7 separate regions of the Mus musculus genome follow, and all the other regions are linked to region 1. A link is a contact called in public HiChIP or PLAC-seq and promoter capture Hi-C data. All regions are on one chromosome and are shown on one strand. Each heading gives the region's core, a stretch centred on a gene start, on an enhancer-like site or on the middle of the called end of the contact. The rest is flanking DNA. Distances are from core to core; before and after follow the strand shown.

Region 1 (3,119 bases), core at 451-2,950:
CTGGCCTGACGCTTACAGGCTGTGTAGCCTGGACTTACACTGTCTTACACTGAGGTAAAGTGCACTCCACTATGCCATCTGTTTTAATACGAGTTCTGGGGATGGAACGTTGGTCCTGGAGCTGGCACCATTTCATCCCGTTTCTTGTGGTAGCACTCTTAATAGGAGCCCAGGCTGGCCTTGAATACATGATCCTTCTGCCCAAGCATCTATTTTTTTTTTCATTTAAATTGTGCTAGAAATGGAAGCCAGGGCCTTGCTCCCACTAAGTTACACACCTGGCCTTTATTGTTTCAACTTTCTCATAATGTTAAGTAAACATCAAGATATTGAACAGCCCCATCTTGCATCTTCCTTCCAAAGATTTCAATAAGAATATTTTTATCTCATAATATGAAAACAATGTCGAATGCCCACCCAGCCCCAAATTACAGAGTGTGCAACAGAGCTTAAACTAGCCACGACTTCCATGGTTCTTAAAACCTCCTCTACCTTCATCTTACAAGCTCCCTGCTAGTTCTGAAACCTGGTCAAGGAGCCAAACATGCTAGTTAACAAATGGGATCTAGATCCAGCTTCAGCTAGCCACGCAATCCTATTTTAATAAGACAACAATTTTAAATATTTTTTGGTTGTTCTTTTTTTTTTTTTTTTAACTAAAGCCCATTATCAGGCTGGAAAGCAAATGTTTCCCTAGATGGCAACCTCCCGGGACCCCGTAGTGAGTCAGAGAAGGTAGGCAATGAAACCTGGGAAAGTGCTACAAAAGCCCTACTCCGTCCACCTTCAGGCCCCGCCCACCTCCCATATGTCAGCGCAGGACCGCCCGCCCACTAAGTTCCACCCAAACCCTCCCTTACCCCCCACCCCCCATACACTAGGTCCCACCCACAGAGTTCCACTCAGACCCTCCCTATTAGCCCCTCCCACCAGGACCCCCTTCCACGGTTCCAATCCGCCCAATGAGCCCCGCCCAGACCCTATTCCGGTTACGCCCATCAAGCACCCTCCACAGACCTCCGCTTCGCCCCACCCACCAACCTTGCTCAGACCCCGCCCACCAGGCGCTAACTACTGAGCCCGGGGTTCGCCCGGCTCACTGCTCAGACCTCTGATCAGTCCCCAGATCCGGCTCACAAACTTACCCAGCCTCTTTATCGACGCTCCTCCCCGCCCGGCCCACCCTGTCCTGGCTTCACCTTCACTTCCCTCCTCCCACCGGGATTGCTTAGACCCTGCCCATCAGGCCACGCCCCAGAGCTCTGCTACGGCCGGCCCCGCCTACCCGCGTGCTGTGTGGACAGTAACTCTTGCTGAAGATCATCACCCTGTTGCCCTCGATGAGGTCCCGCAGGCGGCGCCGCAGCTCCTCGCGGGCCTCAGAAGACGGGCGGCTGGTCCCAGGGGAGGCCAGGCGGGCGCGGCGGCCGGGTGGCGACGACATGAGGCCGCCACGGACAGCACCCAGGCGGCGGTTGGGGAGGACTCCAACCTTCCCCAGCCCGGGCGAGGTCTGCGCCCGAGGAGGCGGCGGCGGGGACGGTGGCTTCTCCAGGGCTTTGTTGTCGCTCCGGGCCGAGCCGGGCCTGCTGAGGAACCGGGACGCGGGCGGCCGCCTAGGGGACGACGCCGGCAAAGCCGCTGAGAACTTGAGAACGCTACGCACTGGCCGCGGGCGCACCGGACAGCTACGGGGCCACGCCCCCGACCGCGCGACCCACGGAGAGGGCCCGCCTACCGACCGGCCACGCCCCCGGGAAAACTTTGCCCCACCTCCAGGCCTCCACAGGGCTAAGCTACGCCCCCTTAGCTCAGCCTGGTGAGCCTGCAAACTACTCTGTCTACCACCCAGTGGCACAGTGGCAGTCACTTGCCATTTTCAAAGGTGCGGAATCAAGCTTGTATGCTCTGCTCTTCTTGTAATTACTGTTTTCATTATCGTTTTACCACAGTTTTTGACACCCAGAGGCCTCTCTACAGTTCCTTCCGCTCCTGATTCTCCACCAATCTCAAAATAGGTGCTTTTCAGGAAGGGTAGATGTCTCCACTTTATTTCAGAAAATGTGACAAAAACCTTGTCTAGGAAATACTGATTCTTTTTTAATTTGCACTACTGAAGCTGAATAAAAATTACTATTGCAATTCAGTTTCAATATGAGGTTCCTAGGTTACTACCTCCCCAACCCCTCAACCCACACACACCCTCAGCAATTCACTGTGACAGTGTACTGCTTAGTTTTTGTCAACTTGGAGCATACTAGAGTCACCTGGAAAGAGACTCAACTGAGGAAATGCTTCCTTCAGATTGGCCTGTAGGCAAGCCTGTGGAATATTTTCTGATTAATGATAAATGTGGTGGCATCAGGCCCACTGGGGAGGGGGTGCCACCCTTGGGCAGGTGGTCCTAGGTGGTAAGAGAGCATGCTGAGTGAGCTATCGAGAGCAAGCCCACGAGCAGCAGTCAGCTTCTGCTCCTTCTTGGGTTTTCTGACTTCCCCCAATAATGGAGTGTGACTTGGGACTTTTCCCAAATAAACCCTTTCTTCCTCTAAGTTGTTTTTGGTTAGTGTTGTTATCACAGCAACAGGAAATAACTAGGGCACAATGGATTCTCAAGCCATCCCCAACACAGGAACCATTTGGAAAGAAGGTCAAATAAGAACAGGCGGTATGCAAACATTTTATCAACTGAGCCCTCTCCCTGGGCTCACGTTTTAAAGTTATTGCTGTAAGCAGCCCTTCTGAAGTTCAGCTTCCTGTAAATGAGCAGAGGCACGGACTCTAATTAGTGGCCACTGTTAGTCAGTTAGCTGGACTATCCTTAGCACCTGTGGTCTGGAACGCCCACTCCACAGAGGCCTTGAGGAAAACTGCATGGCCAGTGTATCTGGTGCCTGTCTGAAGGGCAGGCTCAACCAGGGCTGCTTCAAACATTTGAGCCAGACTTGTTATCACCAACCCTTGAACCCTAGAAGACCCTACTAAAACTCAAATCTTTTTCACTTGCAACCCTTTTTAACCTGAATGATTTCACATGATCTCAAAAGTACATTCAACAGATTCACAAACATTTACTGGTAATAAATCATAATGAATTTAATTTTTAGGAAAATCTTAGG
Region 2 (3,119 bases), core at 183-2,682, 1.9 Mb before region 1:
AGTGTTCTCTATGGTTGGAGAGATGCTCAAGCTAAGAGCACTGGATTCCTGAACAGGACCTGAGCGTATCAGGCAGCTCACAACAGTCTGTAACTCTAGCTCCAGGGGATCAGATGCCTTGTTCTGTCTCACCGGAGTCCCACCCCTCTCTAAAAAACCATTCTGGTTAAGGAAAACATATTTTAAAAGTGAATAGAAGGATTTTCCAATTCCCAAAAGAAATTCAAAAAAGTAAGTTTACACTGCAGTTCTAATTTGTAAGGAGGTAGGATGCAGCCTCTGGCTCTGAGATGTTTTAACAGACTTACGTGTAGTCTGCCTCGAAGCTCTCGGTCATTTCTCATTTTCACATAAATTCGCTCATCCAGGCTGAGCCTGATCAGATCCAGGGGCTCCTCTACGGTATTGGTGGTCTGTTGCTGAGGAAAGGCAAAGGCTTACTCATAGGATACAGAGGCCGGGTGGTGTTTCAATCACTGGTCAGCTGAGAGAGCAGCATGTGGGTGCTAGTACACAACCAGGGTTGTCTCCAAGATCAGCAAGCGCTCTTATCTGCCAAGCCACCTCTCCAGCCCCAATAAATCCCCATTAAGGAACTTACACTCTAGTTGTGGAAGAAACACTTTAAATAAATACATATTTAAAACAACATGCTCTGGAGAGAAACACAGTAGGGTAGCACGTACGTACGTACATACGTGTGTGTGTGTGTGTGTGTGTGTGTGTGTGCAGGGGCTATACATATTTAAAACAACATGCTCTGGAGAGAAACACAGTAGGGTAGCACGTACGTACGTGTGTGTGTGTGTGTGTGTGTGTGTGTGTGTGTGTGTGTGCAGGGGCTGTGTGTGCATGTGAGGGTGTGAAAGACATTTTGGTGGCCAAGGTACACCAGCTACCTAAGAAATAGGGAAGGGTAGGTGCAGAGGCCCGTAGGCCCTTCTGTTGGCCTGTGTACCAGATCTTTGCTTGTTTTCTTCATACTCCATCTCTAGCAGTTTCTCCATCTCCTAGAACTGCACCTTTCCTCTGACCTCCCCTCGTAATTCACTCCAAGGGAACCACTGCCTGTGCCCCCCGTGTTCACTCGGATTGCTAAACTGGTGTCCTGCTACGACCTCCCGCTTTCTGTCGGAATCCCGACAGCTAGCTCCCAGAGATGGGCATCTCCAGCCGCCTGCATTCATTCTACAGAGAAAGGGCGACGACGAGCGCGATGGGTAGACGGGCGGGTTGAGAAACTCTGGGCCTACGGAGGTTTCAGGAGCAGGCCCGGCTACGGAAGGCCGTGGTGACTCGGAAAAAAAGAAAAGGGCCATCCCACGGGAAGCGTGGAAAAAGCGAGAAGCGAAAGCATTTCCTCTTCGAACGCCTCAGGTCAAACTTACCTGATCTACGTCGTCCGCCATGTTTCAAACGCTGCGCCCTTTCCACCTCTCGCGGGAACAGGAACTCAGAAACCTTAGGCCGCCACGCACTGAAGGCGAACTATATTATTTTTGTCCCTTCGCGCCCTCGTAGTTTGCATGGGGGCGGGGCTTCCTTCGAGGGCGTGGTCCTACCCTGGGCTGGGGGCGCGGCCAGGCGTGGCCCGCCTCCGGGCGGGGCGGGCACGCGGAGACCTGCGGCGTCCTGCGCGGTAGTCCCGAGGAACGCCTCTGGCTAGCATGGCCCCAAAGCGCACCGCAGACGGAAGGCGGCGGAAGCGGGGCCAGAAAACCGAGGACAACAAAGTAGCCCGGCACGAGGAGAGCGTTGCGGGTGAGAGGCCGAGTCTGCAACATGCCAGGCAGTGGTGGCTGAGGCTGGTGCGGGCGGCGGAGCGGATCTGCGCCTGTGGCAAGGTCTCCACGGCCGGGTGCGCGGCGTCCCCGAGGGCCTCTGCTATCAGCCTTAAACCCCTCTGTTAACCATTAGAGCCAAGTTCAGCCTCTAAGCAAGTGTTGAAGGCTGAGCAGCAGAAAGCTTCGCAGTTACCAGGTGTCTCAAGGAGACCCCAAAACCAAGACGGAGGGAGACTCTAGTGCGTGCGAGATCTCTCTCCAAATTCCCGACTGCCATCCAGTGTAACTCCAGAGTTTAGGATGTGCTTTGTTGTTGTTGCTTTGTTTTTCCGGACAAGGTTTCTCTGTGTAGCCCTGGCTGTTCTGGATCTTACTTTGTAGACCGGGTTGGCCTCAAACTCAAGAGATCCACCTGTCTCTGCCTCCCTAGAGCTAGGATTAACCCGTGTCTGCCACTGCGCCCTGGCTAGAATGCGCTTCTTACCTAGATCTTGAACAAAGCAAAACTTCCATCTTCCCTCTTAAACAAATCCATCCTCCAGTTGTTCCATTTCAATAAATCACACCTTTTCTTAACTGCCAGTTCGGCAGCAAGTCCAGTCAGCTTCGGAACCAATGAAATCTGTACCTAATTCTCTTTAATTTTATAGCTGGAGATCCTGTCCACAATTGAGTAAGTGAACTTCACGTTGCTTCTTTTCTGGCTTCCTCTCATCTGTCTGCCTCAGGTCATCATCTAGCAGCCAAACGGATGTAGAACAACAAAACCTCATGCCTCTGTCTTCTTATCTAAAACCCCCTCAGACTTGCGCTCTGCAAGTATAGCATCTTCCTCACTTAGCTGGTTTCCTACAGGATTTAGAGGCTGTCACAATTCTGTCTCCTTTCCAAATATTCTTGTTTTGATTTTTTCCTGTTTATTTTAAACAGCAGGCTGGCCTAGAAATCTGGATCTTTCCGTTTCAGATATTCTTATTTTGATTTTTTTTTTTCCTGTTTATTTAAACAGCTGGCTGGTCTAGAAGTCTGACTTCCGGTCTAATCCTCCTGATCACAGGGATTGCAGATGCCTGGTTCTTTAGTGACCTGCTTTCTGCTCTTTAGATATGCTGTATATTTATCTGGAGGCTGGCCTTTGGTGTTTCTTTGGCTTAGAATGTTCATCATGGATATTTGATGGGGCTAATTTCTTCTCTGCTTCAGGTCTAAGACACTCACTCCATGATCATCATAAAGTAGTCATTCCTGGGAACCAACTACCACAGAATCCCAGTTACTGCCCTGTCAACCTCTTATTCTTCAGTGATCTTCTTATCTGATTGTCTGAGGAAAAAA
Region 3 (3,119 bases), core at 417-2,916, 1.5 Mb before region 1:
AATTGAGGCTGAGAGCAGACATCCCCCCACAGGATGGTGAGACTGGGCCATGATGCTCTGGTTCTAGAGAAATCACAACCTAGGGTCTATTTTCAATGAGTCATGCTCAGAAACCAACGGGTCCCATCCACATCTATACGCAGGTCCAGGCAGGGGCTCCCTCCCACAGCCTCCCATGGCCTCCGACACCTCCAGACTCAGCCACGGTGCCCAAGGAGCCTGCCCTGTGGTCCTGCCTCCCGTCCTTCCTCATCCTCAGAGGCGCAGGAGTAAGAGGGGCTGGCGCTCACTCCCAGCTGAGGGGGATGAAGAACCCTTCTGTTGTGCCACTGAAAGAGGCAGGAGCCCAGATGGGGGCAGAGGGCACCAGCAGGAAACCATTTGTGCAGTCAACAGACGTGCAAGGCTAGCATCCCAGCCTTATACCAACACCACACATCACCTGTGTGCTTTCTAGTCCATGACTTCCTTTGGATGTTCAGGCAGGTCCCTACAGCGGAGGGGGAAGCTGTACCACCTGCCGTAGATAGGAGGTCCCCCGAGGAATGAAAACAAACCCAACAGAAACAGCTATGTTATTAATGTCTAATTTGATCCTATTTTTTGCACGATGCAGACCTGGGAGCTTGCTCTAGATTTTTAGGAAGGGAGATAGGGATCTAACTGGAGGGAATACAAGACAGGTCCCATCTTGCTTAGTAGCCTGCCTGGAAAGACCCTTTAACAGCAAGGCAGAAGGCAGTAGGCAGTCTGGGGGCTGAAATCAGGTAAGGATGGAATGAACACAGGGATGGAGGAGGCAGATGTAGGTCTGAGGGGGTGATGAGGATAGGGAGAAGGAAAAAATGGAGAAGGTCGATGCAGGTCTGAGGAGGTAGTATGGATAGGGAAATGGAGGAGACACGTGCTAGTCTGGGGGGGGGGGCGGCTCTTACCTTTCAGGAAGTTGATCACCTTGCCCCATTTCCCAGCATCAAAGGGGTGCAGCTTCTCCAGGCCCATGAAGGTGATGTTGTAACGTGGTGAGTACACGATGGGCCAGCGTTTCTCTGGTACATGCTGGTACAGCTGTGTTGCGTGAGGCCTTCAACGTGCAAAAGAGACACACATATGGACAACAGCCTCCTTGTGGAAAGCAGTGTTCCCCTCCCCACTCACACCAGGTCACTTAACAACCAACAGGAATGAAAACAGCTCCTTCCTGAACCCTGGCTGGCTTTGATTAAATCAGCTTCCAACACAGTCCTAACAGCGGCTCTGGGGACCAGGTGTGCCCAAGGTCACATGCCAGTGCCAGGTGTATTCAGGAGTACTGGTGCCAAGGCCCAAGGCCTGCACGGGGGAAGGCGGGGTGTATGGTGTAGGGGCTGGAATGTGGCTGTCTCACGAGTTAGCTCACACATCTGTGAAGCTGGGAACAAAATGCGCTGGGGCGGGGGGAGGGGAGGTGAGTAGACCGCGACTGCAGGAGGCTGTGCCCTCCTCGCAGCCCTGCAGCCCACCGCGGTGCCCTGCAAAGGGGAGAACCACCGTTCGTCCGCACGGTCACCCAGCCCGCCCCCAGCTGTCCCGCCGTGCCCATGGGAATCCCCAGAACCCATGCTTGGCCCCACGCGCGACCCCGCACACTCACATCCCGCAGCCGGCCCTGCCTGCTCTGGACGCCACTCCGCACCGGGAGGGGTGGGAGGGGTGCAAGAGGCAGGGCCTACGCAGAACACACGCCTCCATGGCGCTGGGAGCTGGAGGTGGAGCTCTGGCCTGCAGCTGCGTCACAGACGACCGGACCGGCGCCGGCCAAGGAGAAGCACCCAATGGAGTGCCGCCTGGAGGGCGTGGTCATGCGCAGCTCCGCCCGCATTCCCAGGGTAGAAATAATCAGACACTTGGTTAGGTGATGTGACCACGGGCTTCTCTGCACTATGTGGTGGTCTGTTCTGGGCATACCAGCCCAGCTATATGTTCTTTCCTGCGGTGCATCCCTGCATTCCTGTACCATCTGTGGCTATTTCACCATGGTATAAACAGTCCCCCACTTATAAAATGCCTTGAACCTGTTTCCCTATTGTAGAACAGGTCTGGTGATCCTATTTTTAGGGTCCAGTCGTGAATATCTGAACGTATCTCCTGTCTCCATTCCCCCTACACCCTGACCCTGGAAGCTGACCGACAGCTGGGGCCCCAACAATGGAGGCCAGAAGAAGAGACAATAGGCCCCTGTTGACCCAGCTGTCTTCATCAACCAAACAGAAGCAGCTGACCAGAGAAGCAGCCAGGAACTAATATGGCAGCTGGGAGCCCAGGGGCCACAGGGTCATGTGAAGGGAATGGGCAACGTTTTTTTTTTTTTTGTTGTTGTTGTTTTGTTTTGTTAGGGCATGAGGTAGCATGTCACAGTGAAGATCAAAAGTCAGCTCTGGTCAGACAAGTTTTTCCCTCCACCTTTGTGTAGGTTCTAAGGATTGAACTCGAACTCTCTGGCATGAACACCAACAATATGTATCTGCCAGCCAAGTCTGATCGTTGTCTGACAGTTTGGAAGAATGCCTCTGATGTGCCTACTGCTAGGTAATTTTCAGAAAACAGGACATAAATTCTGAAAGATGCTGAGAAAAACTGCCCCTAGGAGTGTGAGCTCAGTCAGGAGTTACTGCCCCAGCCATGGGTAGTGGGGCTGACCCAGAGGAGACACTGCCTTCAGTTCAGAGGACAAAAGGCAATTTCTTGTTCTTAGTGGTTTGGGAGCGTTCCCATATCATGTGGCCTAGCCTATGTGTTAGGAGTTACAGACTTTGAACCATCGTAGATAAGACAGTGGCATTATGATTTAAAGTTGCTATAGACTTGGGCAGTTAGAAGAAATAGCATTTGCTTATTACAAACCGGGAGGGGAGTCTTCCTGATTCCTTTGGTATAATGAAGTTTGAGCCTATATTCAGCCCAGCCTGGGCTATCTGCCAGCACCCTGGTCTTGGAAGGTTGAATCTGTTTGCTGGGCTTTCAGCGCTAGGAGATGATGTTGACTGTGTACCTTCTGGGGAAGCTGAGAGACTCCAAAGATAACATCAGCTCTTACTGAGTGCCTGTCATTAAGACAGAGCTAAGCCAGTCCCCAGAGC
Region 4 (3,119 bases), core at 173-2,672, 1.5 Mb before region 1:
AATGGATCTGTCACTGTGAATTCCTTCGAACCTCTTTAATTTTAGCCACCTGATCCTAGTACCTGGTTAAAAGCATGAAAGGCTCAGGAGTGAAGCCGGGTGTGTGATCTCCAGCGCTGGAAACTAAAAACAATGAAGCATCACCAAGAACGCGCAGGAAGAGTTTGCACAGACACCCTGGAGGAGCGTTGCTTTTCTTTTATTTCCTGGAAGAGGATGGTGGAACTTTCCCTCCTCCTGTAGCACGTGGTACCCAGCCTGGAAGACTTGTCCTCTTCTGGGTAGCTCCTCTCACCCCCATTCCTGGTCCAGGGTCCTTAGGGCCTGAGGGTGCCCTCCAAATGTCCCTCCTTGTATCCAAATGTCCCAAGGCAAAAGCGAGTTAGGAAGGAAAGGGTTTATTCGGCTTCCTTATCCCAGCCACACTGGATCATTGAGGGAAGCCAGGCACTCAACCAGGGCAGGACCTGAAGCCAGCGCCACGGAGGAAGACAACTTACTGGCTTGTTCCGTATGGTTTGCTCAGCTTGCTCTCTTAACACTTCAGAACCTCCTTTACAGAGGTGGCACAGCCCACAGTGATCTGGGCCCTCCCTCATCAATCATCAGTTAAGAAAATGCTCCATAAACAGGTCTACAGGCCAATCTGATGGGGGTATTTTCCCAATTAAGGCTGCTCTCCCCAGAAGACACTAGTTGGTGTCAAACTGACAAACAAAAACTACATAGACTAGGAATGGTGGCCTCTCAGAAACCCAGCGAGACCTTAGTATCCATTCCAGAGAGTTTCTCCTCCAGGAGGCTTCCCCAGCCGGCCTGAAATTCAGCTTCAAGTCTTTGTTTATGCATGACATCAGCCTGTCACTTTTCTTCCAGATCCCGCTGGTCGATCCAGGTCCTAGTGCAGCTGAAGTCAGGTTGCACCGTCTACTTTCAGGGACGTGTTGTTCCCTCACTAACCTTTCGGATATTTCCCTTGGAGCATCCATGGGGCTGTTTAACAGGAAGTTCCCAGTGTTGTCCTGCTGATGGATTGATCCCGGAATATCTCAAGACCTTCTTGGCCCCTGGGGAAGTGTGGCTTTGGAAAGGGGGCGGGGGGGGGGGTGTTAATCAGTGAGCGCTCCACACTGTCCTAGGGCGCCTGTCTTAGTGCTATGTCCTGGCTCCACCGCCAGAGGCTCCAGACAAGGCGGAATGAACAAGAGCGAGCCTGCTGGAAGGCTGCCACCAGAGACGGGCGCGCGGCAGAGGCCTTAGGCCACGCGCTACGGGCTCCGGGGCTGAAAAAGCTCGCAGGATTCGGCGCGCTCTAGGGGCTCAGCACCAGGCGCGTGCTCTCCGCTTTCCCGCCGGTCCCGCCCATCACTGCGCTCGCCCCGCCCCACGCGGCCACCTGCTACCCAGCGCGCGCCGGTGGAGGGCGCGGGAGCGCGCGCCCGGGCGCTAGCGAGGCCGGGAGGATGGCGCGGGCCTCACTAGTGCAGCCGGCGCTCTGGGCGCTGCTGTTGCTGCAGGTAGTGGGTCCCGCCGCGGCCGCCAAGCTTAACATTCCCAAGGTGCTGCTGCCCTTCACGCGGGCCACGCGCGTGAACTTCACTCTGGAAGCTTCTGAGGGCTGCTACCGCTGGTGAGGCGCGCGGGCCCGGCGGGAGGCGGCAGGTGCGCGCGGGAGGGGGCTTGGGCCGCAGGTGCGTGGCGTGCTCGCTCCAGCCGGCCCCGCGTGACCCCGCGGCGCGCGCGCTCTCTCTCTGCGCATGGCGCCTGGGCCACTCGCGTCTGGGCTGCGCGGGAAGAGGAGGCTGTGATCGCGGGCCATGGAGGGCAGCGCCGCACGTGGCCTCGGTCCCCAGCTGTCAGGGCCCTGAGGAGCTCCAGCTTGAGCAGCCACGCTCTGGAGTCTGTGGGAGACGGGGGAGGTGGGACTCACCCCTGGCGCCTGACTGGTGTGAGAAGAGTGTCTGTAGAGACCTGGGCAAGGAGTCTGTGGGAGACACACCACACCCGTTAAGCCACTTAGGGAGAGTCATTAAATCTTGGATGAAAGGACCATTTTCCAGCTCAGAAGTGGGAGGCAAAGGAATTAGATGCTGGTGGAGTAGGGTCTGCCTTGATGACCTGGCTTCCAGCAGGGTGTTGCGGTCCAGCCTTTGGCTAGGCAGATGAAGGGAGAACTTCTCGTTGCTGGGTGCAGGCTGAGTAGGGTGTGATCAGGTCACACCCTTGACCCACACCCTCACTAGTGCGACATAGTCCCTTCCTTCTCTCAGGCTACATTTTGCTGCCAGCCTCCTTAAGAATGTGTTTAGGTCATTGGTTCTCAACCTGTGGGTTAAAACCCAGTTTGGGGCCTCCTGTCAGATATTCACATTATGATTCCAACAGTAGCAACATTACAGTTATGAAGTAACAACAAAATAATTTTATGGTTTTAGTACAGTTCAACAACAGAGGAATTGTAGTAAAGGCTTACAGCATTAGGAAGGTTGAGAACCACTGATCTAGGCTAAGGCTTAACTAGCTAGGTGTGTGTGTGTTAATGTTCTATATGATGCCCAGAGCTCAGAGCCACATTCTGCTATATGTAGTTCTCAAATTTAATTTGTTTTAAAAGTCTGCCTCATAGGGGGTGGCACTGTACCTCTATAATTACTTCACTAGGGAGGCTGAGGCAGTAGTGCCGCTTTGAGGTCAGTCTGGAGTGTCTTTAGGTTGGCCTCTGGAGTATGAAGAGGCAGAGTCTTTCCATTGCAGTTTGGAGTAAATGCTTTACCCAAGGGGAAGTGTTTATTCTTCTCTGGGGCTTTGTTTTGAGTGAGGAGGTCAGCTGTTAATACTCTGGAGGGATACATGCTCACTCCATTGTTGAAGTTGTCTGCTTGATAGATGGGCCAGAGAGAGGAAGCTGACTATTTAAAACAGCTGGCTCCAAGGGAATCAATCTCCTGGCGTGTATTTGTGTGCTGCTTCCTAGGAAGTTCTGTATGTTTCTTCCTAGAATAACATTTTCTGTCTTTACTTCCTCTCTAACTGCACTTTCCTGAGAGTTGCTGATGGGTCTTGGCAGATTTTTATATTCTCAGTAGGAGGACTGGGAAAGACATTCAAAAGCTCAGATA
Region 5 (3,119 bases), core at 434-2,933, 1.3 Mb before region 1:
CATAAAGAAAAGAATGTGGGTAGATGAACTTGGGACTAAGGCCCAGCTCTGCACTCTGCACATCCCAGCTGGTGACTGTGGGACAGGTCACAGGACCTTTCCTCATCCCAGCTTTCCTTTAAATGCACACAAAGCAGGAATCAGCCTAGCTGTCTCCCATTCTTTTTCCCTAAGGTAACACACACACACACACACACACACACACACACACACACACACACACACAGAGGTGGTGGTGGTGGGACGCAATAGGCACCTGGTAGGTAATTCATGCAGGCTAGATTCTTCCCATGTCTGTCAGTTTCTCAATTCTTTAGATCAGCTGAGCCAAAGCAGGAGGTGGAAACTTAAAGGCTAGGTGCAAGAGATGTGCAGTGGGGGATATGGAGCTGTGGCAAAGGGTTGCTGGAGCTAACAGCTGTTATTAAGCTGAGTTTCCAGAGGTGACAGAGCAGAATAGGGCCACAGTTTGGGGGGAAATGGAGCTAGGGGATTGGCCTCTACTTTCTACCTTTGGGCAGAGGATAACAACATTCTCAGGCCTCCCTATTTGCATATAGTGGCCCTGAGAAGAGCCGGTCTGACAAGCATGCTGGTTGAGCAAGACCTGACTGACCTTTTACTAAGTAGCTGGTAGCCACTGCAGCCTGAGTTAGGAGCTCCCTTCTCACTATATAGATGAGCTTCAGGGGTCCATTGCTTTCCCTGAGACAAGAGTGAGCTTGATAATTACCTCACTAGGCACAGATGCCTAGACATGCTAGAAGCTTTCAATCCCAGAAACTTTAAGCTCTTCCTCAGAGGGCTTTCTTGAATGTCTTGACCTCTAGTACCAAGAGTCATTATTTATTCCCAGCACTGGGGGAGAAGATTAAAACAGGGAAGAAATCCATTCATTCATGGTGCCTTTGCTATCTGGGAGTTATTTGCTTCTGTTGTTATTGACGTTGATTTTCCCCTGACATCAGCACTCATTTATGCAGTGTGCAGTCAGCTACATTCTAATGATCCATTTCTAGAACCACATTTCCCTCACTAGAGCTTGGGTACCTAGTGGGTGCTCAGAGTATATAGCCTGAATGGGTAAGCCAGGGAAGACAAGAAGTATTGGAATCATCAAACCGCAGGTGCGAATGAATGTATTGAACCAAGTTTAAGAGAACATGGCAATATCCCCTAAGGGTTTGCTGTGTGCTCATACCTTATGTGTCATCACTCCTATCAGGCAAAGACAGGCTCCCATTATACAGATGTGAAACCTAGGCTTAGAGGGATCACATGCCTTGTTTAAGCTCTGTCTGGTCGTCAGCCAGTGTTGGATCTCACGCTGTTTGGCTCCTGATCTTGCTCACCTCCTGCCTGACTTTCACACTGTGGAATGATCAGACCACTTCTCAGGATTCTTTTTGGCTCCTGGCCAGTGCTTGAAGGTGCACAGCATGTTTGGATCCCTTCTGCCCCATTGAATCTTGTCACCAATGCAGTGCTTTTGGTGGTGATTGTGTAAAGGGGAAAAGGTAGAAGAAGGTGACCCCCTTTTAGCCTTTGATCTCCTGAAGTTTCTTGGCAGAAGTAAACATCAGCCTCAAGTGGCTGGGGAGAGGCCCAGTGGAACAGCCTCTTCCGCCTTCTCATCTGCTCCAGCCCTCAAGGGCTGTCACATCACACATCACTCTGAGAGGACGTTTTTTCTGAAGCTCTGAGTTGGTGACTCACTCTGGGGGAGGTTTTCAGTGGCATTCAGTGTCTGTTGACTTACCAAACAAAGTGCTTTTCTGGGTTTGTGGTGACATTAACCATGATGGTGGTGCTTCATTTCAGGGGCATGCTCAAGGGTGGCCGTAGAAGAGGGGGTGGCAAGAGGAAACTGGACTGTCCTAATTGGCAGCAGGCAGATAACACAGAAAGCACTATGATGGTCCTGGCAAGGAGCCTTTGAGTTGTGTTCTTCAAAGTGGTTAGAAAGTACCAAAACTGGGGTGTAGGGGCTAGGAAGCAGAGTGCTCTTATGCGCAGATTCCTTTCTCCCTAGGAGCAAAGACTAGGGGTCTGGAAGAGGATAGGAAGGCCTTTTTTCTCCTCACCTGTAACTGTGGCTGAGAAACTGGTGGCAGGAGACCCTGTGGTTATATTTCCACTAAATAATATTCTCCTTCTCCCAGCTGAGATAAAGGCTGGATCCAGTGCTGAGAAGATGTCCCTTTGTCAGGAACAAGCTGCACCACACTTTGGGACACTTGTCCTAGTTGGACAAAATGTATTAAACTGTAAGGGATCAGGGTGAGCCATTCTTATTTTTCCAGCAGATGGTAGAGTCCACAGAAAGATGAGGGAGTGTTTTTCTGAAGCTCTCTCCCAGCCGTCTGACAAGCTAAGCAAATTATTATTTTACAACCCAGAAAGTAAATCAGGGAATGCTTCTTTATCTAGCTGGCGCTGAGAGAAATAGTGAGTGGTGCAGTGTGTGAATTGCAGTTGAGAGCTGCTGGTGCTTTTGACGTGAGTGTTCACACCAGATACAGGCCACTGTGCCTGCAGAAACCTCAGACCTCAGGGCTTCGCTATGGGGAGGGAGGTGTGGTGAGCGCTTGGCCACAGGAGGCAGGCATTTGGGAACATCCATATGTTGTGTCATCAGGATGACTATCTGTCAGTTATTTTGTCTATAACATTGCTTTGACAGCTGATTGGATTGTTTGTGCTACTTTATTTTTTTATAGAAGAGCAACACTTGGCTTAACTTGGGAAGTACACAGTTCTGTGCTTGTCTGGGTGTCAACAGGAATAATTACCACTGAGCCAGCAGAGAAACAAACATAGACAAACTGGGAATTTGTCAAAAACTGGAATCAAAGAAGGTGAAACTGACCTATCTGAAAGGGAGTACGAGCTACTGATGTAGTTATGAGACCATCTGAGTTCAGTGGATCTCCTGCTTGCAGACGTTCACCCAGCATAGACACATGCTAGTCTGCAGACCAGATCTCCCCAACTATAGGCTAAGTGTGGCCAAGTGATATGGTTGGAATTCTTGTGTACCAAGTCTATGGAGCTGATAACTCAGAGTTATGCAGAATTCACTGGTCAGTAAGTATTGTGCATGGAAAGGGCTCTGTTTC
Region 6 (3,119 bases), core at 264-2,763, 1.2 Mb after region 1:
CATTTGCTACTCCCCTCAGGAGGGAATTTTTTATCAACAAAGGCTAAAATATTTGTCAGCACTCTGAAGTCAGGCTTTATGTTAGGCTGCATCATTGTGATGAAACAGCTACACAGACAAAGAGAGAAAGAGACTTTAGTTTGACTTCATGGTTTTAGAGATTTCAGTGCATGGTCTCTTGGGCTTGATCCCCCTAGCCTGTGGCAGCACAGCAGTATATTGTCCTGGTGACAGCAGAACGGAGCAGCCTGACTGAACTACTCATTTCATGGTGGACAGGAAGCGACTACTGCCTTCTGCTAAGCTTCATCTCATAAGACAGACCACCAGCTGGGGCCCAAGCATTTAGCACACAAGCCCGTGTAAACCAATTCACTTGCAAACCGCAACCCCTCCTGCCCTAGAAAAAGGAAGGCTGGGAATGTTGGGCCAGCAAGCCCCACCCCCTTTACATGAGAGCAGTGCCATTCAGCTCTCCAGTGCCATTCCTCCCCTGTGAGGCCCCAAGTCCCTTCTTTTCCTAGGCTTTTATCCTTTGCCAGAGCAACCACTTAGGCTTGTGACCTCTTTCATGGTTCTAGGCACCTTTCAATGCCTGAAGGGGGTTACAGAGGCTGGTTGGTATAGCACTCACGACACATTCAAGTTCATACACAACAGTTAAGTTGCAGCTCCTCATGGCAGCCTAGACTTCAAAGTGAGGTTTTTGTCCCGTCCCCACCCCCACCTCCCCTCCCCTGAATCAACGAGGACCTCTTCCTCTTTTCACAGTGCTTCCAGGTTTCTGATGGTCAATTCTCAGTCTGCACTGGACGTCTAGTGACAGTCCTTGAGGGTATCTTCCTCACTAGGCTCCCCGCCTTCCCATCTCTGTCCTTTCCAGATAGTCTGGCTTGGCAACTGGTCTTGGGTTTTACTTACTCCTGTTTTCACAGCAAATAATGTCGATCACCACATCCCAGTAAAGTGTATACAGTCTGCACTTAATAAAGGCTGACAGCCGGGCGGTGGTGGCGCACTTGGGAGGCAGAGACAGGCGGATTTCTGAGTTCAAGGCCAGCCTGGTCTACAAAGTGAGTTCCAGGACAGCCAAGACTATACAGAGAAACCCTGTCTTGAAAAAAACAAAAAACAAACAAACAAACAAACAAAAAAATAAAGGCTGACAGAAATGAATGGACGGATGGATGAGTGTGTATGGAGGGATAGAGGAAGGGATGTGTGGATGGACTGGGTGAGTGGAATGATGAAAGGAGGGAGGGAAGGAAGAATGGATGGATAGATGGTGAGATGGATGGATGGATGCATGGATGGATGAATGGATGGAAGGAGGAATCCCTAATCTCAGACTGGCGAGACTTTGTGGCGTGGGGAGCCGGATGACAGCAAACCCAGGTAGCAGGCCGGCTCTTGTCCCGCCCTGTGTGCGCTCTGCCATAGGGCTGTGGGCGCCCGAGGGCGGAAGCTTCCGTGCCGGAACCGGTGCGCTCAGCGCGGGTTGCGGGGGGGTGCGGCTTAGCAGGCGGACCGCGGGGCTGGCGCTCAGGCGACGGCGTGAGAGGCAGCGGCGGGATGGCCGGCCGGCGGGTAAATGTGAATGTGGGCGTGCTGGGTCACATCGACAGTGGCAAAACAGCGCTGGCGCGCGCGCTGAGCACCACGGCCTCCACTGCTGCCTTCGACAAGCAGCCGCAGAGCCGCGAGCGCGGCATAACGCTCGACCTGGGCTTCTCCTGTTTTGTCGTGCCGCTGCCGGGGGCAGAACCCGGTTCTAGCGACACGCTGCTGCAGGTCACACTGGTCGACTGCCCCGGGCACGCCTCCCTCATCCGGACCATCATTGGCGGTGAGCGCGGGCCGGGGCGGGAGCCGGGCTCGGGGTCCGAGCTCGCGGGATGGATGGCGGCCTGACAGCCTAGGCCTGGCCACCAGCCCGGAAGGCTTGTGGTCTCGAACTCACAGCCCGCAGACGCGGACACAGTTCTCACCTTCACTGCCGTGCACCGAGATGCTTTCCTAGAAAAATGATCCAAAGAAACAAACCCTGCAAAAAGGGTGTATACAAGTTTCAAAAAAAAAAAAAAAAAAAGTCACCACGTACCTGTCCTTTGGTCTCCTGGTTCTCTGTCCCAAACACTGCTCTCAGTTTCCTGTGTGTATGGATGGTTTCAGGAAACATACACAGAAACGCAGACAAGGTGCAGAAATGAAAGATCCTGTTTTTTTCCTTCTGTTGTACTACTTGTGGTCGGTTGGGGTAGTGGGTAGAGCCTAGTGCCTTGATAAGAGGCAAGTGCTCTAGGCTCTCTCAGGATCTCATCCCCCAGTCCCCTTTATACACAAACCATCACTGTCTGGAGACTATATCTACACATAAAGTTCCTTTGTACTTTTATACCAACATTTTCTTGACTGACCCTCGTGACTTTCCCAGAGTTGGCTGCTATTCATAATGCAGTGAATAACTCTAGCCCAGAAGGTTTTGGGATGTGCACTAGTGTAACAGGATAAGTTATGTGTGAACTAGCTAAGGCAAAGGGCCTGCGTGTTTTCAGTCATGATGGGCACTGCTAAAATCTGCTTCTAGGATCTGTACCACTTAATTAGTCTTTAATTACAGGCCACTTAGGAATAGGCCATTATAAATAAAAGGTCTTGTAACCTCCCTTCCTTGCTCAGCGTGACCCCTCCCATTCGTCTACAGGAAACTGTTGCTATGTCTTTTTAAATTCCTTTTGCAAACCCATTTAACTACACTTAAATCTAAGAACAGAACCCCATAACCTGTTTGTAAGCACCCAGCACAAAAGGAGGTGTGGCTGAGTCTACCTGCTGTAGCTCCAGTGACCCATTTCCTGCTTCTCCGCTTGCCCTGGGTTTCTTTCCAGCAGTGTGCTGTAAGCCTGGAAGCATGTATATGGGGCAGGTGGGTCATTCCAGCTGTGTGGCCTCCCTTTCTCTGTGCTGCAGGCAGCCTAAGACTGTTTCCTTGTTTCACTGAAGTGGAAATGGAGGCTTACCTGCCAGAGTTACTCTCCTGCACAGTATCTATTGAGTTCAGGATTCACTCATTAAAGACTATCAAGGGCCACACAGTAAACTAAACTGAAAACTCCCAC
Region 7 (3,119 bases), core at 288-2,787, 1.2 Mb after region 1:
CTAGTACTTAACAGAGTCTGCAGGGCTGTGCATTCCAGGCCAGTTTGACTACAGCAACATTATCTAAACAAAAAGGGTATGTATGCTATGAATCCACCCAATAAAAGAATTGGCAAGGGCTGGTGAGATGGTTCAGTGGGTGAAAAGCACTTGTAGTGTAAACCTGAGGACCTGAGTTCAATCCCTGGATCCCACAGTGGAAGGAAAGAACCTCTGACCTCTACCAGAGCACCATGGCAGTCACATGACTGCACTGCATTTGCGCACATTTTGTCAAACAGGAAAAGAAACAAAGAAATATCAGCTAAGGAAGCCAGGTGTAATGGCCCACACCTTTAATCTTAGCACTCAGGAGGCAGAGGCAGTCGGATCCCTGTGAACTCAAGGCCAGTCTGGTCTACAGAGTCCCAGGACAGCCAGAGCTACATAGTGAGACTGTCGTGAAAACAAACAAAAATAAATACCGGCTAACATTCAAAGAATAGGAAGGATAAGATATGGAGTACCAGAGGCTGCTGGTGTGGGTGCAGATGCAGGTCTAGAGCAGCCTCTGAAGTCACATACACAGAAATGTCACATGGACAGAAATGAAATAAGAAACAATAGACTCAAAGCTGCCTGGCCAATAGAAAGCATTAAACTGCTACTACCTGCTTGCAAGAAAAGATGCAAGCATGCTAGGGTCAAACATTTCCCTTTTTGGATAGATGATGCTCTTTGCTGCTGGCACTTTCTGTGTGCAAGAGGCTGAGAAAGCAGTCTTCACCACATGTAAAAAAGCAAGTTTTTGTAGACACTGAACCTCTGCAGAGTTCAGAGTGGAGGAGGCTGAAGAAATGGGAAGAATACTGATTTGATGGGGGTTAGGGGGAGGGAGATACCAGCCTCATTACTGCTAAACTGGCAGGTGGTTAAGCGGCCTAACCCACCTTTAACTTCTTCATGTGCAAAACAGAACCGATAGAAAGACCTGGCATGACTTTAGGAAGACTGACCTGGAAAAGCTGGAGTGCTTGGATGGGGAATAGATCAGACAGTCCTCACCGCTCCACTTAACAGATCAGCTCCCAGGCCCAAAGAACCCATATCAACTCTGAAAACGTAGTCAATTCTATACTTAACCGCACAGCCTTCCACTGCGTTTCCGGTGAGGTCTAATTTGCGTGCCGTGACCCGCAAAGGATGCAGCCTTTGCTCGCTAGTGTGATCCTTACTTCTTAGATCTTAGTGGATCCTGGTCCCGCCGCCCACACCTCGCGCACAAGCCCCACGCCCACCTCTCTCGCGTTCTCCTGGCCCACGAGACCCGAAGCCGCCTGCTTGGCTAGGCCGCTCTCGTCCAGCCCCAGACCCTTCACGTGGCTGTGGGAGGCGATGCGCTGCGTCTTCGTGGTGCTCTTCACCTCCTCAATCTTCATTTTGCCGAGTGTCTAGGAACACAACCTGCGTGGAGTGGTAGGAACTACCGCACGCCAGGCGCCTGGGTTACCACGCGGCCGTTACTAGGCCGCTCTCCTGGACCCGCCCCTATCAATATGTCATTGGGGGAGGCGAGAAGGCTTCGCTTTCTATTGGCTAAAAGCTACGCTGGTCACGGCTGCTGAGTTTCGCCCAGTAACTTCCGTCTGTGTCACAGGATAAGTTCCCCCAGGGCAAACATTTCCTGCCCTGGCCACATTTGACTGAGAACTGCTTAAGTACTTAAGCACTATTAATGTGAATGACAGGTTTTTAATTATAAATGCCTCTTTTAATGCCTATTTTTTTTCTTTAGAATAACATATTTGTGCCAGGGTGAGTTAACTTCTTCACTGACAGATGTTAAATCTTTTCCAGGTGCTTGGATGTCCTGAGAGAATCATCAGCAAAGCAGCTGCCCAAACTTCTCCAGTGCTCACCGAATTATTTAGACACCCAGAGAATGCCCCACTGCTCCCATTTTTTTTTTTCCAGAATACACTAGATCCTGAAGGCACTATTCCAGCCAAAACTTTTCAAACACTTCATGCCATAATTCTGGTCATCATATGCCCAATAAGAACCTTAAAGAAACTCGGCGGTGGTGGCGCACGCCTTTAATCCCAGCACTCGGGAGGCAGAGGCAGGCAGATTTCTGAGTTCGAGGCCAGCCTGGTCTACAGAGTGAGTTCCAGGACAGCCAGGGCTATACAGAGAAACCCTGTCTCGGAAAAAAAAAAAAAAAAACAAACAAACAAACAAACAAAAAAAAAAAAAAACCCTTAAAGGAAAAAAAGGAAGGAAGGAAAAGAGAAGATGTGTTTGTGTAGCCTTGCCTGGCCTAAAACTCCAGGGCCCCCACCTGTCTCTGCCTCCTGAGTTGCTGGCATTAAAGGTGCTACCACCATACTCTGACCAGATATTTTCATCAGTCTGGAGTGGGTGCAAGTCTCCAGGTAGGTGAACAAAAGCTGCCTGTGAATGGTGAAACTATGGTCCTTCATTTGAATAATCAACGGCTCTGATATTGGTGCAAATATGGTAGTTTGTTTTCACAATCCACCTTGCCATAGTCCAAATTTAATGCTTCATTTTCAAGAAGGGCTATACTAAGGACGGCAAACACTCTTGCTTACTCTCTCAACATTCTGGCTCTCTAAGCAGGTGTCCCTCACTTTTTTTTTCTCGAGACAGTGTTTCTCTGTATAGCCCTGGGTGTCCTGGAACTCACTCTGTAGACCAGACTGGCCTCAAACTCAGAAATCCACCTGCCTCTGCCTCCTGTGTCCCTCACTTTCCTCACTTTTAAGTCAGCCAGGAGACACCTTCCTGTGCTGTGCAATGTGTAGCTGTGGTGCAACTTTAGGCCCATTGTTTGATTTCTCAGTCTTTCCACCTATATTAATAGTATTGTGGGCTGAGCCGGTAATATGAAGAAGACAAGCCTAGAGACTGTAGCAGTGAAGACTGTGATGAAAGGCAGCTAGAGAGTTCTAGAGTAAAATAAAGACAGAGTAAAAATAGAGAGTTTCTAGACTGGAAGCAGAAATGGCATGTGACTGGCAGCAGAGAAGCCAGAGGCAGGGATTGCTAGACAAGTTCCAAGGAGTGCCAAGTCTTTTTAAATTTTTTAAATTTATTTTTATTTTTATTTTTGGTTT

Evidence for each region. Promoter capture Hi-C pulls out the DNA fragments that hold promoters and counts their contacts. HiChIP or PLAC-seq counts read pairs in DNA pulled down with a chosen protein or histone mark. Capture Hi-C pulls out chosen DNA fragments and counts their contacts.
Region 2: a promoter capture Hi-C map of liver shows a contact between it and region 1, with 4 times the contacts expected there. The contact joins the promoter of Lsm3 here to the promoter of Txnrd3 in region 1. A contact is called at or near these places in 1 of 39 promoter capture datasets (pre-B cells), 4 of 484 Hi-C or Micro-C datasets (B cells, CD4 T cells, CD8 T cells and 1 more), 1 of 115 datasets of contacts at active chromatin or transcription factors (pancreatic cancer cells) and 2 of 9 other capture datasets (adipose tissue and liver).
Region 3: a contact with region 1 is called in a FOXA1 HiChIP or PLAC-seq map of pancreatic cancer cells. The contact joins the promoter of Hdac11 here to the promoter of Txnrd3 in region 1. A contact is called at or near these places in 1 of 39 promoter capture datasets (cranial neural crest), 1 of 484 Hi-C or Micro-C datasets (embryonic stem cells) and 1 of 115 datasets of contacts at active chromatin or transcription factors (pancreatic cancer cells).
Region 4: a promoter capture Hi-C map of pre-B cells shows a contact between it and region 1, with 3 times the contacts expected there. The contact joins the promoter of Nup210 here to the promoter of Txnrd3 in region 1. A contact is called at or near these places in 1 of 39 promoter capture datasets (pre-B cells) and 1 of 115 datasets of contacts at active chromatin or transcription factors (pro-B cells).
Region 5: a promoter capture Hi-C map of hippocampal neurons shows a contact between it and region 1, with 6 times the contacts expected there. The contact joins the enhancer-like site here to the promoter of Txnrd3 in region 1. A contact is called at or near these places in 4 of 39 promoter capture datasets (hippocampal neurons, liver and pre-B cells), 1 of 484 Hi-C or Micro-C datasets (embryonic stem cells) and 2 of 115 datasets of contacts at active chromatin or transcription factors (extraembryonic endoderm stem cells and stem cell-derived neural progenitor cells).
Region 6: a promoter capture Hi-C map of pre-B cells shows a contact between it and region 1, with 2.3 times the contacts expected there. The contact joins the promoter of Eefsec here to the promoter of Txnrd3 in region 1. A contact is called at or near these places in 5 of 39 promoter capture datasets (the SN4741 cell line, hippocampal neurons, liver and 1 more) and 1 of 9 other capture datasets (liver).
Region 7: a promoter capture Hi-C map of liver shows a contact between it and region 1, with 4 times the contacts expected there. The contact joins the promoter of Ruvbl1 here to the promoter of Txnrd3 in region 1. A contact is called at or near these places in 4 of 39 promoter capture datasets (hippocampal neurons, liver and pre-B cells), 1 of 115 datasets of contacts at active chromatin or transcription factors (pancreatic cancer cells) and 2 of 9 other capture datasets (adipose tissue and liver).

What each region holds. Positions count from the first base shown.
Region 1 is chr6:89,642,569-89,645,687 of GRCm38.p6, reverse strand. It overlaps Txnrd3 (thioredoxin reductase 3), which reads right to left and starts at 1,700. Exons shown (of 16, transcript NM_001178058.1): 1 at 1,286-1,700. The coding sequence starts at 1,555.
Region 2 is chr6:91,514,348-91,517,466 of GRCm38.p6, reverse strand. It overlaps Lsm3 (LSM3 homolog, U6 small nuclear RNA and mRNA degradation associated), which reads right to left and starts at 1,432. Exons shown (of 4, transcript NM_026309.2): 1 at 1,389-1,432; 2 at 309-419. The coding sequence starts at 1,409. Xpc (xeroderma pigmentosum, complementation group C) reads left to right here and starts at 1,579. Exons shown (of 16, transcript NM_009531.2): 1 at 1,579-1,761. The coding sequence starts at 1,668.
Region 3 is chr6:91,155,362-91,158,480 of GRCm38.p6, reverse strand. Hdac11 (histone deacetylase 11) reads right to left here and starts at 1,666. Exons shown (of 10, transcript NM_144919.2): 1 at 1,634-1,666; 2 at 936-1,084. The coding sequence starts at 1,635.
Region 4 is chr6:91,115,129-91,118,247 of GRCm38.p6, reverse strand. Nup210 (nucleoporin 210) reads left to right here and starts at 1,422. Exons shown (of 40, transcript NM_018815.2): 1 at 1,422-1,630. The coding sequence starts at 1,464. It overlaps Gm30364 (a long non-coding RNA gene), which reads right to left and starts at 1,027. Exons shown (of 4, transcript XR_003956467.1): 1 at 63-1,027.
Region 5 is chr6:90,982,880-90,985,998 of GRCm38.p6, reverse strand. It overlaps a transcript of Iqsec1 not described here. Among named protein-coding and RNA genes, the nearest start is that of Gm38860, 26 kb to the left of the region's middle. Within about 2 kb of position 1,683, at least 27 of the 459 cell types and tissues checked have an H3K27ac peak or open chromatin away from gene starts, as enhancers often do. A contact at or near this core is called in hippocampal neurons, where this site is marked.
Region 6 is chr6:88,444,933-88,448,051 of GRCm38.p6, reverse strand. It overlaps Eefsec (eukaryotic elongation factor, selenocysteine-tRNA-specific), which reads left to right and starts at 1,513. Exons shown (of 7, transcript NM_023060.3): 1 at 1,513-1,846. The coding sequence starts at 1,573.
Region 7 is chr6:88,463,827-88,466,945 of GRCm38.p6, reverse strand. It overlaps Ruvbl1 (RuvB-like protein 1), which reads right to left and starts at 1,537. Exons shown (of 11, transcript NM_019685.3): 1 at 1,278-1,537. The coding sequence starts at 1,418.